2 separate regions of the Mus musculus genome follow, and region 1 is linked to region 2. The links are chromatin contacts, called in public HiChIP or PLAC-seq maps. All regions are on one chromosome and are shown on one strand. The core of a region is the stretch at or near the end of the contact, and the rest is flanking DNA. Distances in the headings are between cores, read along the strand shown. Region 1 overlaps Fez1 (fasciculation and elongation protein zeta 1 (zygin I)). Region 2 holds the start of Ei24 (etoposide induced 2.4 mRNA).

Region 1 (7,388 bases), core at 4,819-7,318, 60 kb after region 2:
TCACACACACACACACACACACACACACACACACACACACACACACACTTAAAAAGAAAGTGTTTTTAAAAAGGGGGCTAGATACTCCTTTTGAGCTGATTGTGTAGTCTCTCAGAAGATCCAGCTTGCTCCTCATGGGCTCACTATATATGTACAATGAGTGGTATTTTAGTCAGCAGAGCAGAGTATCTCCGACTGAGTGACTTATAAGCATTTATTTCCCATAGTTTTAAATACTGGAAGTCTAAGATCAAGTTGTCGGCAGACTCATTCTGGGAAGTGCATAACATCTGTTGACAGGTGGCACTTTATTTGAAGTCCACACATGGTAGAAGGGACCAGATGGTTCCCCTTTAACTTATTCCATAAGGCATTAATACCGTCCATGAGTGCTCTACCTGCAATATCTAATCACCTCACCTGAGGTGCTACCTCCCTTGTCTCTTTGGAAGTCGAAGTTTCAGCAAAAATTGAGGAGGGCAAGGGGAGACAAATAACAAACACTGAGCTAATATCCAGGTAAAGTGTCTATTCAGTGGTCAAGAGGTATTCTCATAGCAAAAGGTTAAGTCATTTAACGGCTTTGATCATGTTAAAAGACAATTTCTACCTGTTTTATTTTGTAGTTTCACCCATGAAGAGTGTTTGACAATTTTGTATACAGGAAGTGCTGGCATGGCTCTGGGGAGTCAGCAAATGATGATTTTTCAGGCAGCTGATGTATAGTGGTAGATCACATCTTCCGGGGAGCTCAAGAATTGGTCCTGAGTAAGAGAGCAGGAAGCAGATGTCTCTGATTGGGCACTATATCTGCAGATTACTGCTCAAAATAGCACAGCGAAGGGATCTGCATTTGGCTGACTTGTTGAAAAACTGACTGCTTATCATTTTTAGGATTTCTAATCATGAACAATTCAGAATATTCAGGACCTCCAGGCTTCATTGGCAGGCAAGACAGTGACTTTGAGGCTATAATTTACTGCAAACCCACTCAACAGTGACACCAGAGCCTGGGTCTCACATCCTCTTTGAATTCTTGATTGTACATTTTCTCTTGATGTATATATGTGTACAGTATCTTGTAGTTACCTAAAACAAAAGAGAGAATGTTAGATTGATATTGCTTCCTCCTTAAATGTTCAAAAGGCTACTGCAAAGAGCCCACCTGGGCCTGGACTTTTTTCTGTAGGTTAGTGTGTGTGTGCACACGAGCGTGCGTGCGTGCATGCGTGCTTGCATGTGTGTGTGTGTGTGTGTGTGTGTGTGTGTGTGCTTGCGCACTCTCTCATGCAGGGGCTAGAGGCCCACTCAAGGTATCTTCCTCTGTTGCCCTCCACATTGATTTTTGAGCCAAGGTTTCTTAACTGGACCTAGAGCCATGATTCAGGTAGATTGGCTGGCTGGCTGGACCCTGTCTCCATTTCCCATCTGTAATCACTGAGGTTACAGATGCACACACCATGCCCTGCTTTTTTTTTTTTTAATTTTCCCCAGAATATTATTTTTTTAATTGGGTATTTATTTCATTTACATTTCCAATGCTATCCCAAAAGTCCCCCACATGCTCCCCCACCCACTCCCCTACTCACCCACTCCCACTTCTTGGCCCTGGTGTTCCTCTGTACTGAGGCATATAAAGTTTGCACGACCAATGGGCCTCTCTTTCCACTGATGGCCGACTAGGCCATCTTCTGATTCATATGCAGCTAGAGACACGAGCTCCGGGGGGGGGGGGGGTAGGAGGGGCGGGTATTGGTTAGTTCATATTGTTGTTCCACCTATAGGATTGCAGATCCCTTCAGCTCCTTGGGTACTTTCTCTAGCTCCTCCACTGGGGGCCCTGTGATCCATCCAATAGCTGACTGTGAGCATCCACTTCTGTATTTGCTAGGCCCCGGCATAGTCTCACAAGAGACAGCCATATCTGGGTCCTTTCAGCAAAATCTTGCTAGTGTATGCAATAGTGTCAGTGTTTGGAAGCTGATTATGGGGTGGATCCCTGGATATGGCAGTCTCTAGATGGTCCATCCTTTTGTCTCAGCTCCAAACTTTGTCTCTGTAACTCCTTCCATGGGTGTTTTGTTCCCAATTCTAAGAAGGGGCAAAGTGTCCACACTTTGGTCTTCATTCTTCTTGAGTATCATGTGTTTAGCAAATTGTATCTTATATCTTGGGTATTTTAAGTTTCTGGGCTAATATCCACTTATCAGTGAGTACATATTGTGTGAGTTCTTTTGTGATTGGGTTACCTCACTCAGGATGATGCCCTCCAGGTCCATCCATTTGCCTAGGAATTTCATAAATTCATTCTTTTTAATAGCTGAGTAGTACTCCATTGTGTAAATGTACCACATTTTCTGTATCCGTTCCTCTGTTGAGGGGCATCTAGGTTCTTTCCAGCTATTATAAATAAGGCTGTTATGAACATAGTGGAGCATGTGTCCTTCTTACCGGTTGGAACATCTTCTGGATATATGCCCAGGAGAGGTATTGCGGGATCCTCCGGTAGTACTATGTCCAATTTTCTGGGGAACTGCCAGACTGATTTCCAGAGTGGTTGTACAAGCTTGCAATCCCACCAACAATGGAGGAGTGTTCCTCTTTCTCCACATTCTCGCCAGCATCTGCTGTCACCTGAATTTTTGATCTTAGCCATTCTGACTGGTGTGAGGTGGAATCTCAGGGTTGTTTTGATTTGCATTTCCCTGATGATTAAGGATGTTGAACATTTTTTCAGGTGCTTCTCAGACATTCGGTATTCCTCAGGTGAGAATTCTTTGTTTAGCTCTGAGCCCCACATGCCCTGCTTTTTACATGGATGCTGGGTACTTGAACTCAGGCCCTCATTCTTTTGCAGTAAATAGTATCACCCATTGAGCTATCTCCCCAGACCCCTGAATCATGTCACATATTTCAAGGAATTTACCCATTCAATCTATCAATGAGAGGATTAACCACAAATTTGTCTATGATCTTCTTTAGAATTTAATTTTAAATTTAACTATTTATTTTGTGTGTTGTGTGACGTGGTGTATGTGTGGAGGCCAGAGAACAACTTGAGAGTCAATTCTCTCCTTCTACTGTGTAATTTCTGGGGATTGAACTCATGTCGTCATGCTTGACCATAAGTGCCTTTACTTGCTAAACTCTTACTTGCTGAGCAGTCAGATGTATGGCTCTGTAATTTTCCATTTTGTAGTAATGTTTGTGAGTTTTCTTTCTTGTTTCTGCTAGCGAGAATTTGTGTCCTTTCTTTCTGGTCTGTGGCTTATCATTTCTATCAATCTTTTTAGGAGCACTTTTGGTTTCTTTGGTTTTTCTCTAAAGTTGTGATTTTTTTCCTTTAGTTAACCTATTTTCTTAGTTCCTTTCTAACTTTTAAAAAGTTATGCATTTGTATTTTATTTGTATGGCTGTTTTTCTTGCATGTTTGTCTGTGTCCTACTTCAGTGTCTGGTGCCTGCGGGAGGCCCAAAGAAAGTACCAGATCCCCTGGAACTGGAGTTGTAGGTGTCTGTGAGCTGCCATGTGGGTGCCTGGAATTGAACCTGTGTCCTCTGGAAGAGCAGCTAGTGCTCTTAAACGCTGAGACATTTCTCCAGCTTTCTTGCTCCCTCCCTCCCTCCCTCTCTCCTTCCCTTTCTCTCTCTCTTCCTTCCTTCCTTCCTTTTTTCTTCCTTCCTTCCTTTTTTCTTCCTTCTTTCCTTCCTTCCTCCTTAGTTTTATTTTATGTATATGCATGCCTAGATGTATGTCTGTTCATAGCTTACATATTTGGTGCCCAAGGAGGACAGCAGAAGGTATTGGATCCCCTAGAACTGAAGTTACAGGTGATTGTGAGCAACCATGTGCCTACTGGGAACCCCTGGAAGAGCAGTCAGTGCTCTTAATTATTGAACCATTTCTCCAGTCCCCTCCAACTTTCTTTCTTCCCCTTCTTCCCCGCTCCCCAGCCCCGAGACAACATTTCTCTGTGTTAACAGCCCAGGCTGTCCTGGAACTTACTTTGTAGACCAGGCTGGCCTCAAACTCACAGAGATCTGCCTGCTTCTGCTTCTGCCTCCCTCGTGCTGGGACTTAAGGTGTGTGCCACCATAATCCAGATTTTTAAATTTCTTTTTTCACTTTTCTTTGGCATTCTATTTTGTTCTTGTAATGAAATTTTATCTATAACTTGTCACCTTTTTTGTTCATTTGGTTTTAAGACAATGCCTTACTATATAGCTTGGGCTGTCATAGAAATTACCATATAGACTAGGCTGGGCTTGAACTCATAGAGATCCACCTGACCCCAGCTGAAGTGTTGGGGTTTTGTTTTGTTGAGAAGGGAGTAAGGGGATCTCACTAATTTGCCAAAGCTATCTTCAGACTTTACATTTTCAGGTCTTTGGAATTACAGGCCTGTGCTATCATGTCCTTGGTATTTTTATAGAGCATTTCCCCCAGAGATCACATTGTACATTTTCAGTTATCATAGTCTACTTAGAAGAAATATTTTGCCTCTTCAGATAAAATCTGAAACTTGAAAGTTTATCTATTCCCTCCATTCATGTGCTATTATCATGCATTTTATTTTGATTTATATTTTATATTCCACAATACAAAATGATTTTTCTGAAAGAAGAAAAACAGATCATTTAAATTTATTCTCAGGGTGATCATTGTAGCACTGCAAAGCCAACAGTCAGGAGGTGAAGGCAAGAGGAAACTATGAGTTCAAAGCCAGTTTGGCTAGCATTTCAAGTTCGAGGATATATAGACATTGTCTCAGAATAGCAACAAAAGCAACCATTTAAATAAAACTCAAAAATCAAACAAATACAATTCTTGATATTTGACCACTTCTGGTATTCTTATACTTTTCAGTAGATCTGGTTTTTCCTCATTTCTTTCCAGTCCAAAGCCTTACACTGCCTGTATCCAGTGCCTGGAAACAATTGCCTCATAGATTCTGTCCAGATGTGTCCTTGCTGTGGCAGGAGGGCAGGATCCAACGCAGCTTGCTCCAAAAGCCTTGACGAGGCCTGATCTGTTGTTTTTCAGATGCATGTATAGTGTTTGTTTATTTAAAGAAAGAGGGGAAAATGTTTGGTCCAGGTTCTTGGCACCCAGGCTAGTTTTGAACTCCCAATCTGCCTGGCTCCAATCCCAAAGTATTGAATTAGAAACAAGGACTCAACAATCTCTGAAGCCTTTCATAGACTGTTGCACAAGGCTGAAGCATTACAGGCTCAGCATTCCTTTCTAGCTTCATTTTATTTGTTTGTTTGTTTGTTTGGTTGGTTGGTTGGTTGGTTGGTTGGTTGGTTTTTTTTTCGAGACAGGGTTTCTCTGTGTAGCCCTGACTGTCCTGGAACTCACTTTGTAGACCAGGCTGGCCTCCAACTCAGAAATCTGCCTGCCTCTGCCTCCCAAGAGCTGGGGTTAAAAGCGTGCACCACCACTGCCTGACACTTTCTAGCTTTATATTGCTTGGTGTCAGTCCTGATGCACACCTTTTCCTCAAAGCAAGAGGAAGAAAAGCTGCTATGGTCAGTTCCCACTCTGGGTCCATGTCTTCTTATCTCTAGGAAGAAGACCCTTGGGTAGATAGGGGGTCTTTGGGGGTGTTTGTTTGTTTGTTTGTTTGTTGTTTTATAAGAACCTCATTCACTTTGACAGCATGGAAATAAATGTCAGGTTTAGCCCACAAAGACACAAACACCAAGTATCGAGCTTGTGTATCTTTTTGAGCAGGTACCTTTGTCATCGCCACACAAGTAGCCTAGGAAGTGACTTTGATGTCTGTGTCACAGAATAGAAATGAGTGTCCAGATGCTGTTGTTTTTCAAATTCCCTCTCTCTTGTTCAATTAAGCTTTTTTGCTCAAAATTCTACCTTGGTTTGAGAGGGGGAAGTCTGGAGTCTGAAGGGTTTGTTCAGAAGTGACAGAAGCTGTCAGGGAAAGCAGACTCTGGAGGACTGAGAAAACAAAACAGGCTTGATGGATCCAGATCAGGGTGAAGCAGGACAAAGAGAGCAAAAGTCAAAGAAGAGGAAGGCCCGACAGTCTGGGTGGATGTGGTGAAAGCTGAGAGATTGAGCAGAGATAGCAGCTACACAAGGGCGGAACCGGGACTCTCCTGGGGTGCATTGTGTGTGCTGAGCCCTTTGTTTTGTTTTTTCCGTGGTGGATTTCTGAGAGCCAAGGAAATGCATGCTTATAGTACCCGCAACAGTGCTTTCATAATCCCGTAATTTCCGATCCCTTTACTTTATTCTAACAATTTAGGCCCAGACCCTTAAGCTTTGTGCCTGAGAGAGGCACACACTAGGCCTCAGTTGGGGTCCATTAACTGTTGAATAACCACTAGGAGCCTCCCTTCCCTACAAGCCCCACCCCCATGTGGGAGAAACTTGCAGAGGGAGATGATCTGGGTCAAAGGTGCAATGCTAAATTAGTGAAGCAAGTGCACTTGAAGTGAATTCAGAAAATGTAAGCAGTCACATTTCATGTGTTTGGTTTTGGTCTCCCGTGGCTCAGGCCCTGAACTCCCTGTGTAGTGAGAAATGGTCTTTGAATCTGGAATGACTTTGCACTCCTGATCTTTTGCAGCCCTTGTGCAGGCAGGCACCACCACACTTGGCCTTTTGCTGTTGCTTTTCAGCGTTGAGGGTCAATTTGCACTTACTAGACAAATTGTTCAACTGAACTATATAACTATATATATTGGAATATATATATGTATATATATATATATGTGTGTATATATATATATATATATATATATATGTGTGTGTGTATATATATATATATATATATATATATATATATATGTATATATGAACATATAGTTCCACTGAACTATAGTCCTAGGTCACCTTTTTATAGCTGGGGATGGGTCCAGGGCTTTATCACTGAGCTATATCCATAATCCATTATTTGTTTATTTGTTTTTATTTTTGAGAGAGGCTCTCACTGTGTAGCTCAGGCTAGTCCCCCTTAGCCTCTTGAGTATTGTAATTATAAGTAAATACCACATACCTAGCTACCTGGTGCATTTTCAGAGCCTTCATTTCAACCTGTCATATCTGAATTTGAATTACAGGCAAACATTGTTGTCAGGGGCTTATAAAAGTAATTCCAACAGAAAAGAAAAGCCTCCATTTCTCAATAAGAGCCACCCTTCTACCCCAGGACTGCCTGACCCTTGGGAAGTTCTGCCTTGTGACTGCAGCTGTGAACAAAGTGTGGCCCTAGGAGTTTTGTTCTGCCTGGTGGGGGAGCTGTGGAAACAAGCAGCTACCACAGGTGGCAGATTGGCAGAGATACAAGCATATGGATTCCGTCGCAGAAATAGATGCTGCCATCTGCCAGCCAGCTCCTCTGGTGGTCCCCTCACCGCCCT
Region 2 (6,829 bases), core at 1,621-4,120:
CTACATGAGACCCTGTTGCAAAAACTAAAGAATAGTAAAGGTTTCTCTCATATTATTTCTCAGTTGATTGGAAAACCCAGCTTTATAATTAATAAATTGACAGAGCTGCAAATAACTCAGAGTCGGGGCTGGGGAGGTGAAGGTGTGTCTTCTGCAGAGCCTACAGGTGGGTTGTCCTCTGACTTCACAAGCACACTGGCCATGGCTCATTCACATGTAAATGCAAGGTCATGCAAACAGATGCAAACAGACAATAAATGTTGAAAAGAACTGATAGAGAAAAAAAAAGTACAATTCAGTGGTAGAGTGCTTGCACGGTATGTTCCATTCCCAACACCAAGAGAAATTAAACTGAGACTGAGGGCTGGTGATGAAATCCTAGCATCCCAGCTGCCTGGCAGGCTAAGATAGGCACAAGTTCAAGGTCTACACAAGCTGAATTAATTAACAACTGGATAATTTAAAAAACTCTCTCAAAAACAAAACAAAACATTGGGAATATAGTTTAGTAGAGAACCTGCCTCGCATACACAGTCTCTAGTACCAAAATGATAAGAGGGTTCATACTAGAAAATCTTGTTTTTCAAGATGGGGTTTCTCTGTGTAGCTCTGGCTGTCTTGGAACTCACTCTGTAGACCAGGCTGGCCTTGAACTAAGAGGTCTACCCAGCTTTTTAAAAAACAACAACACACAAAAAAAAAACCAACTTAATTTTATGAAGATAAGTGTTTTGCCTGCATATATCTGTGCATCAGTCATATATTACAAATGTGAGCTGCCTTGTGGATGCTTCGAATTGAACCTAGGTCCTCTGAAAAGTAGTTAGTGCTCTTAAACATTGAGCCATCTCTTCAGCCCCTATATATAAATAATCTTAAAATACTAGTCTCTCAGCTGGGTAGTGGTGGCGCACACCTTTAATCCCAGCACTTGGGAGGCAGAGGCAGGAGGATTTCTGAGTTCAAGGCCAGCCTGGTCTATAGAGTGAGTTCTAGGACAGCCAGGGCCAGAGAAACCCTGCCCCCCCCCCAAAGACTCTCAATTATTTAATTTCTTTAAAGTGAACTCTCAGGTGAATGGAAAGTCTGCTTGCAAAAATATGAGATTTTAGGATTCCAAAGTTATCATGCCCCACCAAATCAAGCTTAGAATCTTCAATTTAAGAGATAATAAAATATAATAGTCAGCTTGTATACAACTCAAACTTCAAAACATAAAGGATACTTTCCTTGACCTCTGGCCACTTCAGCACCACACTGACCCAACTGGACTGATGCCATTCAGAACTGGACAAACAGGGAGTACAGTCAGAAGGCTGCCTGCATCTGCTCCTTACGTCAAATCCTACCCAAATGTGCTCACCTAGAGAAGTTCCTAAGGTTAGGAAACATCTGTTACTACTCCCACTCCCCCCTCCTAAAAAAGCAGAAAAAGAAAACCTCAAGAGCTTCAATCATGTGTACAGAGAAAGCCAGTGCTCTAGGAGTTGTGGTAAAAAGCAGTCCATGACCAGGAAACTAGTAAATGTCCAAGACACTAAGGTATATCACAAATGTACCACCATCTTAAGCAACAACTTGCTCATCTACAAATAAAGGGTAGCATATTAAAATTCTTCACGGGATAGAGTACGACAGAATAAACAAAGCTGAAAAAATTCTGGATAAATGTAATCCTGTTAAAGAACACACCCGACTTGAGGTGAGAAAATCCATTACTCTAGTTTTCTCCAAGAGCCCAGACAGGGAGCTTCAAAATCTGTCATATCCCAGAACCACTGTGTTATTTGACTCCTTGGCAGATTAATACCCGGCTTCTTCATGTACCAACTAACAAAGTACCAGTGACCAAATAGAGCCTTTAAAGGAAAGGCCATTATTATACCGTGGGCCTAACAACTTTTCTATGGGAGAGAACATTTGGTATGAATTGCCCTGTTTAACAAATTGCTGAGACAAGCAGAAAAATAACCTTCCACGATTTGAGACCACACACTGACTGACACAAAGGGCTCTAACAACAGAGAAAACCAAGATGCATCATCTGGTTCACAATATTTTACATATAAACGGTTTGTCAACAGTGAGTGAAAGCTAATTACAACCAACTTTGGAACTTCAGTGTTCTAACCGAGACTGGACTTTTTGGCTTAAGCTTTGCAACGAGGATTTTTGTTTAACCCAAGCATCACCTTCCTTAAACCTTGAAACACTGCTGGCCAATAAATTTGACAGTCTTTAGAACCGATTAAGCACCTACTGAGACATACTCCTGCACTTTCATTCCGAAGCCACCAGATTCAAGTCCCGGAAGGGAGGAAGCCAGTGTTTCCCACTCCAGGTAGGGAAAAGGTAAACACCCTCACGCATCACCCGGCCACAGGCTGCCTCCTGGGCAACCTGGGGTACTCGGCCCCTTCTCTCCCGCAGCGTCGGGGCAATTGGGGTGAGAACCCGTCTTCCTCCCCAGCCACTGCCGCGCACAAGGTGCGGACCTCGCTCACTGAGGGTCACCGGAGCTAAAGATAGCCCCGCCGCACCTGGGGAAAGCCTGAGTCCCGCGCGCCGCCGCCAGGCCTGCCCCTGCCGCCTTTCGCGTCCCGGGCCCTTCGGGGGCCGGGGTCCTTGCCGCAGCCCCTTCCAGAACCTTAGGAACTAGCTCCGGCCTGCCAGCCCTCGATGGGCCCTGCCGCCCAGGCTGCGATTTGCAAGCGGCTCGAGCCCACTGCCCGCCGCGGCCTGCACCTACCCCGCCACCCTACCGCCGCGGCTCCAGCCAGGGCGCTCGCCCACCGAGGCTCGGTTCGCCTGCTCCGCGCCCGGCTGCCCGCTCCGCCCGGGCGCTCGGAGAGCCGGGGCTGCGCCCACACTGGGCATGCCCGGGCCGCACGGGGCAGCTGGGAAGTCGGGCGGGCAGCCTGCCGGTCGCTGGGCAGGGGCGGGGCTAGCGAGGTAGGGCGGGGCCATACCGGGGGGCGTGGTCTGGGAGCCTGGGAATTGTAGTTGGCTGGACCTCAGAGTCCAGACTCATTCTGGGTATCCAGGTCCAGGATTCTAGACCTTTGTTGCCTCCTAGTCAAACCCCTTCTCACTGTTGAGCGATCGTTAACCTCCTTAATCTATCTACACATCAGTGCTGGTCTTTCTGATATCCTTTAAGAACAAATGATGAAAACAATAAAATAGGAGACACCTTGATAATTTGGAGGCTTTCTATAAAGACTAATAAACCAGGTATGGTGATGCACACCTGAAATCCCAGCCCTTGGAAAGCTGAAGAGAAGAAATGGTCCAAATTCGAGTCCAGCCTTGGCTACCTAGTAAGTACCAGCCTTGGCAGAGCTGTGTAACAACATCTTGATTCAGAAAAAAACAAAAGCAAAAAACAAAAACTCAATAGAGTAATCAGTTATCATGCACATGCAAAAAGCCCTGGCTTCAAGTCCAAGAATTATATTACACAGGGCATGATAGTACAATCTCAGCACTTGGAATTTGGAGGCAAGAGATCAGAAGTTTGAGTGATTCAGAATATAAGGCATCAACCACTTAGGTAGCATTTAGTGCGGATTGTAATGATGGAATGGCTGTGATAAAAAACAAGTAGAGATTGCTGTTTTCAACTGGCTCATTTCTAGCCTGGCTCCATAATTTCTTGTCATGAAACTGTAGGAAAAGCCACTTTTACCCTTTTCAGGTTTCTCCTTTGAATTTAAGAAACAAAACCCAGAAAGAGTCAAGTATAAGAAAAGCATACAAGTTAGCTAGTGAGTTAGTAGTGACTGACATATAAACCCTGAGAAGGGAATGAAGAAGATTGGAGATGGGTTTTCTTTTATTTTTTGGAGGGGGATGGAGGGAGGCTGGAGACAGGGCTTCACTCTATAGCTCCGGCTGTCCTGGAACTCACTCTGTAAATCAGGGTGGCCTGCCTCTGCCTCTGCCTCCCAAGTGTTGGGATTAAAGGCATGCACCACCACCCAGTTAGTTTAGTCCAGAGGAACAGAACTTAATGAATATATATGGGGTTTATTAGAATGACTTACAGGCTGTGGTCCAACTAAACCAACAATGGTTACCTGTGAATGGAAGGTCCAAGAGTTCAGCAGTTGTGCACTTCACAAGGCTGGGTGTCGAAGCTGGTCTTCAGTACACGCTGGAATCCCAAAGTAGTAGGCTCTACTGCCAGTGGAGGAATGGACTTGCCAGTGAGAGCAAGAGCAAGCAGGAAAGCGTGAGTTCCCTTCATCCATGTTCTTTATATAGGCTGCCAACAGGAGGTGTGGCTCATATTAAAAAAGAGTCTTTCCACCTCAAAAGATCTTGGTTAGGAGTCCTCGCGGCTGGGTGTGGTGGGATGTACTCACTCCTTTAGCTCCAGTACAGGGAAGGCTGAGGATTAACATTAAATTCGAAACCTGGCATGGCGCACGCCTTTAATCCCAGCACTTGGGAGGCAGAGGCAGGCAAATTTCTGAGTTCGAGGCCACCCTGGTCTACAGAGTAAGTTCCAGGACAGCCAGGGCTACACAGAGAAACCCTGTCTCAAAAAACCAAAAAGGAAAAAAAAAATTAAGTTCGAGGACACCCAGGACTAACACCCTGTCTTGAAAATAGAACTAGCTGTGAGGACCAGGCTGGCCTTGAACTTAGAGGTCCACCTGCCTCTGCCTCCTGATGCTGGGACTAAAAGAGTGTGCCACCAGTTCCCAGCCCAAATGTTTTTAAATGCCATTGTGCAAAGAATGGCAGTTGTAGAGAAGTGGTGGGTGGGGCTAAAGAGAAAAAATCGCATTTTGATAAGGTTTGGTTTGTACCCCACCTATTAACTATTTTTTAAAAATCTAGCCCAGTTAGACGTGTATACTGGACAAGTGCTTTATCACTGAGCTAAATTCCCATCCCCTTCAAATTCCTATTCAAGTTACTTTTAGAGCAGCAACTCCCTGCTTTTAAGAGGGAAAGGAAGCCGGGCGTGGTGGAGTATGCCTTTAATTCCAGCACTCGCGAGGCAGAGGCAGGCGGATTTCTGAGTTGAGGCCAGCCTGGTCTACAAAGTGAGTTCCAGGACAGCCAGGGCTATACAGAGAAACCCTGTGTCGAAAAACCAAAAAATAAAAAGAGGGAAAGGAGAGGATAATTGCCCCTCTTGGCCTGGCAGTGTAGCTCAGTGGTAGAGACCTGACTAGTCTTCCTCTGGCCCCACCTTTAAGAGAACTCCTTTCTTGCTGGTTTTGTTTCACTTTTAAGTGCTCTTAGCTCACAATTGCCCTTATAGAAAAATGGCATCATTTAGGGTGGCCTATTTGCTTACTCTCTGAACTATTCTGCCTCTTCTAGAAGACTTTGTTCCCTACTCCCAATCTCTTCTATGGCTCTTCACTTCTTTTTCTTCTTATTTCCCTTTGCCTTCACCAATGCTTAGACCTGCTACTGATCGGGTCATCTATAGAATCAAATGCTTATTATAAGCCATTATTATTATTATTCCTACGTGGAAAGAACCTGAAACCCAGATGTCAAAGTCAATGGCAAAACAAATGCCCAGACCTCTCAGATATAGCATAAGTGAGGTGGCCATTGCTACAATACAACATCATGTCCAAAAGCAGCTTGAAGAGGAATGTATTTGGCTTACAGTTTTATATCACATTCTGTCAATGAGTTAAAGTCAGGACAGGAACTTGAGGCAGGAAGTGAAGCATGAAGGAACATTGCTTACTGACTTGCTTTACGAGGCTTGTTTGGTCTGCTTTCTTATAACACCGAGGCCCACCTGCCCAGGTGCAGGATTGCCCTCAGTGGGTTGGGCTCTCCACCCCAATCATTATTCAAGAAAATCCAGCCTTACAGACTTATCAACAGGCAATCTGATGGAGACATAGTCTCAATCAGGGTCCTCTTCCCAGGTGATTCTTTACCTAACAAACTGACAAAGAACTAATCAGGACAGCTCTCTTCTATTTCAGTGGACTAACATTATTCCCTGGCCCAAGTTCAAGAACCATTCTAGAATAAACTTCCCCTTTCCCTGGTGTGCCCAAATCTTAGCTTCTTGTTCAAATCAGCAAGATAAAATGGAGAAGGGATCAAAGCTTCCAAAAGTAAAGTCCCTGCTGGTTTCAGTGTTTGGCACAAATCTGAAATCATAGCATTGGAAAGATAAAGACTAGAGGATTCCAAGTTCAAAGCTAGCCTGGGCTATATGAGAAAACCCTGCTTTTAATATATATCTATACATATCCTGATGATAGTGGTTCAAGACTTTTGCCCTGTACAGGAAGACAGAGACAGAGGCAGGTGGAGCTGTGTGAGTTCAAAGACAGCCTCGTCTATTTGTAAGTTCCAGGCCAGCTAGGACTCTATAGTGAGACTCCGATTCAACATAATAATGATAACCATATCATCATTCTGGATTTACATATGGAAACACTTAAGGGGAGAAACTCTTGTTTTCTTGTTTGATTCAGCCATGGGCAATAATCTCTGCTTTGATGAAATAGATCTGGACCTGGGGATTTCCTCTCAAAGTTTCTATTCTCATAAGTCTTTTGACTCATTTACCCTACCACTATGATTCCCATAAGCTTTAAAACAGGCACATATGGGCTGTTTATAATCCTAGCAATCAGGAGGCCCAAGAAAGAGGATTGCAAGAAAAGTGAGGCCAACCTGAGCTATGTAAGCTACATAGAAAGACTCTGTCTCAAACAAAACAAACAAACAAAAAAATGGATTTTTTTTTGTTTTGGTTTTGGTTTTTGGTTTTTTCCGACAGGGTTTCTCTGTGTAGCCTTGGCCTGGAACTCACTCTGTAGACCAGGCTGGC

Evidence for each region. HiChIP or PLAC-seq counts read pairs in DNA pulled down with a chosen protein or histone mark.
Region 1: a contact with region 2 is called in an H3K27ac HiChIP or PLAC-seq map of embryonic stem cells, with 10 read pairs. The contact joins the enhancer-like site here to the promoter of Ei24 in region 2. A contact is called at or near these places in 3 of 39 promoter capture datasets (embryonic stem cells, hippocampal neurons and liver), 1 of 15 datasets of contacts at CTCF or cohesin (the NIH/3T3 cell line), 6 of 484 Hi-C or Micro-C datasets (cortical neurons, liver, nephron progenitors and 1 more), 5 of 115 datasets of contacts at active chromatin or transcription factors (embryonic fibroblasts, embryonic forebrain and embryonic stem cells) and 2 of 9 other capture datasets (adipose tissue and pancreatic islet).

The regions. Positions count from the first base shown.
Region 1 is chr9:36,851,578-36,858,965 of GRCm38.p6, forward strand. The region is part of intron 3 of Fez1 (fasciculation and elongation protein zeta 1 (zygin I)); the gene reads left to right. Among named protein-coding and RNA genes, the nearest start is that of Fez1, 23 kb to the left of the region's middle. Within about 2 kb of position 6,069, at least 35 of the 459 cell types and tissues checked have an H3K27ac peak or open chromatin away from gene starts, as enhancers often do. A contact at or near this core is called in adipose tissue and embryonic stem cells, where this site is marked.
Region 2 is chr9:36,794,464-36,801,292 of GRCm38.p6, forward strand. It overlaps Ei24 (etoposide induced 2.4 mRNA), which reads right to left and starts at 2,871. Exons shown (of 11, transcript NM_001199494.2): 1 at 2,750-2,871.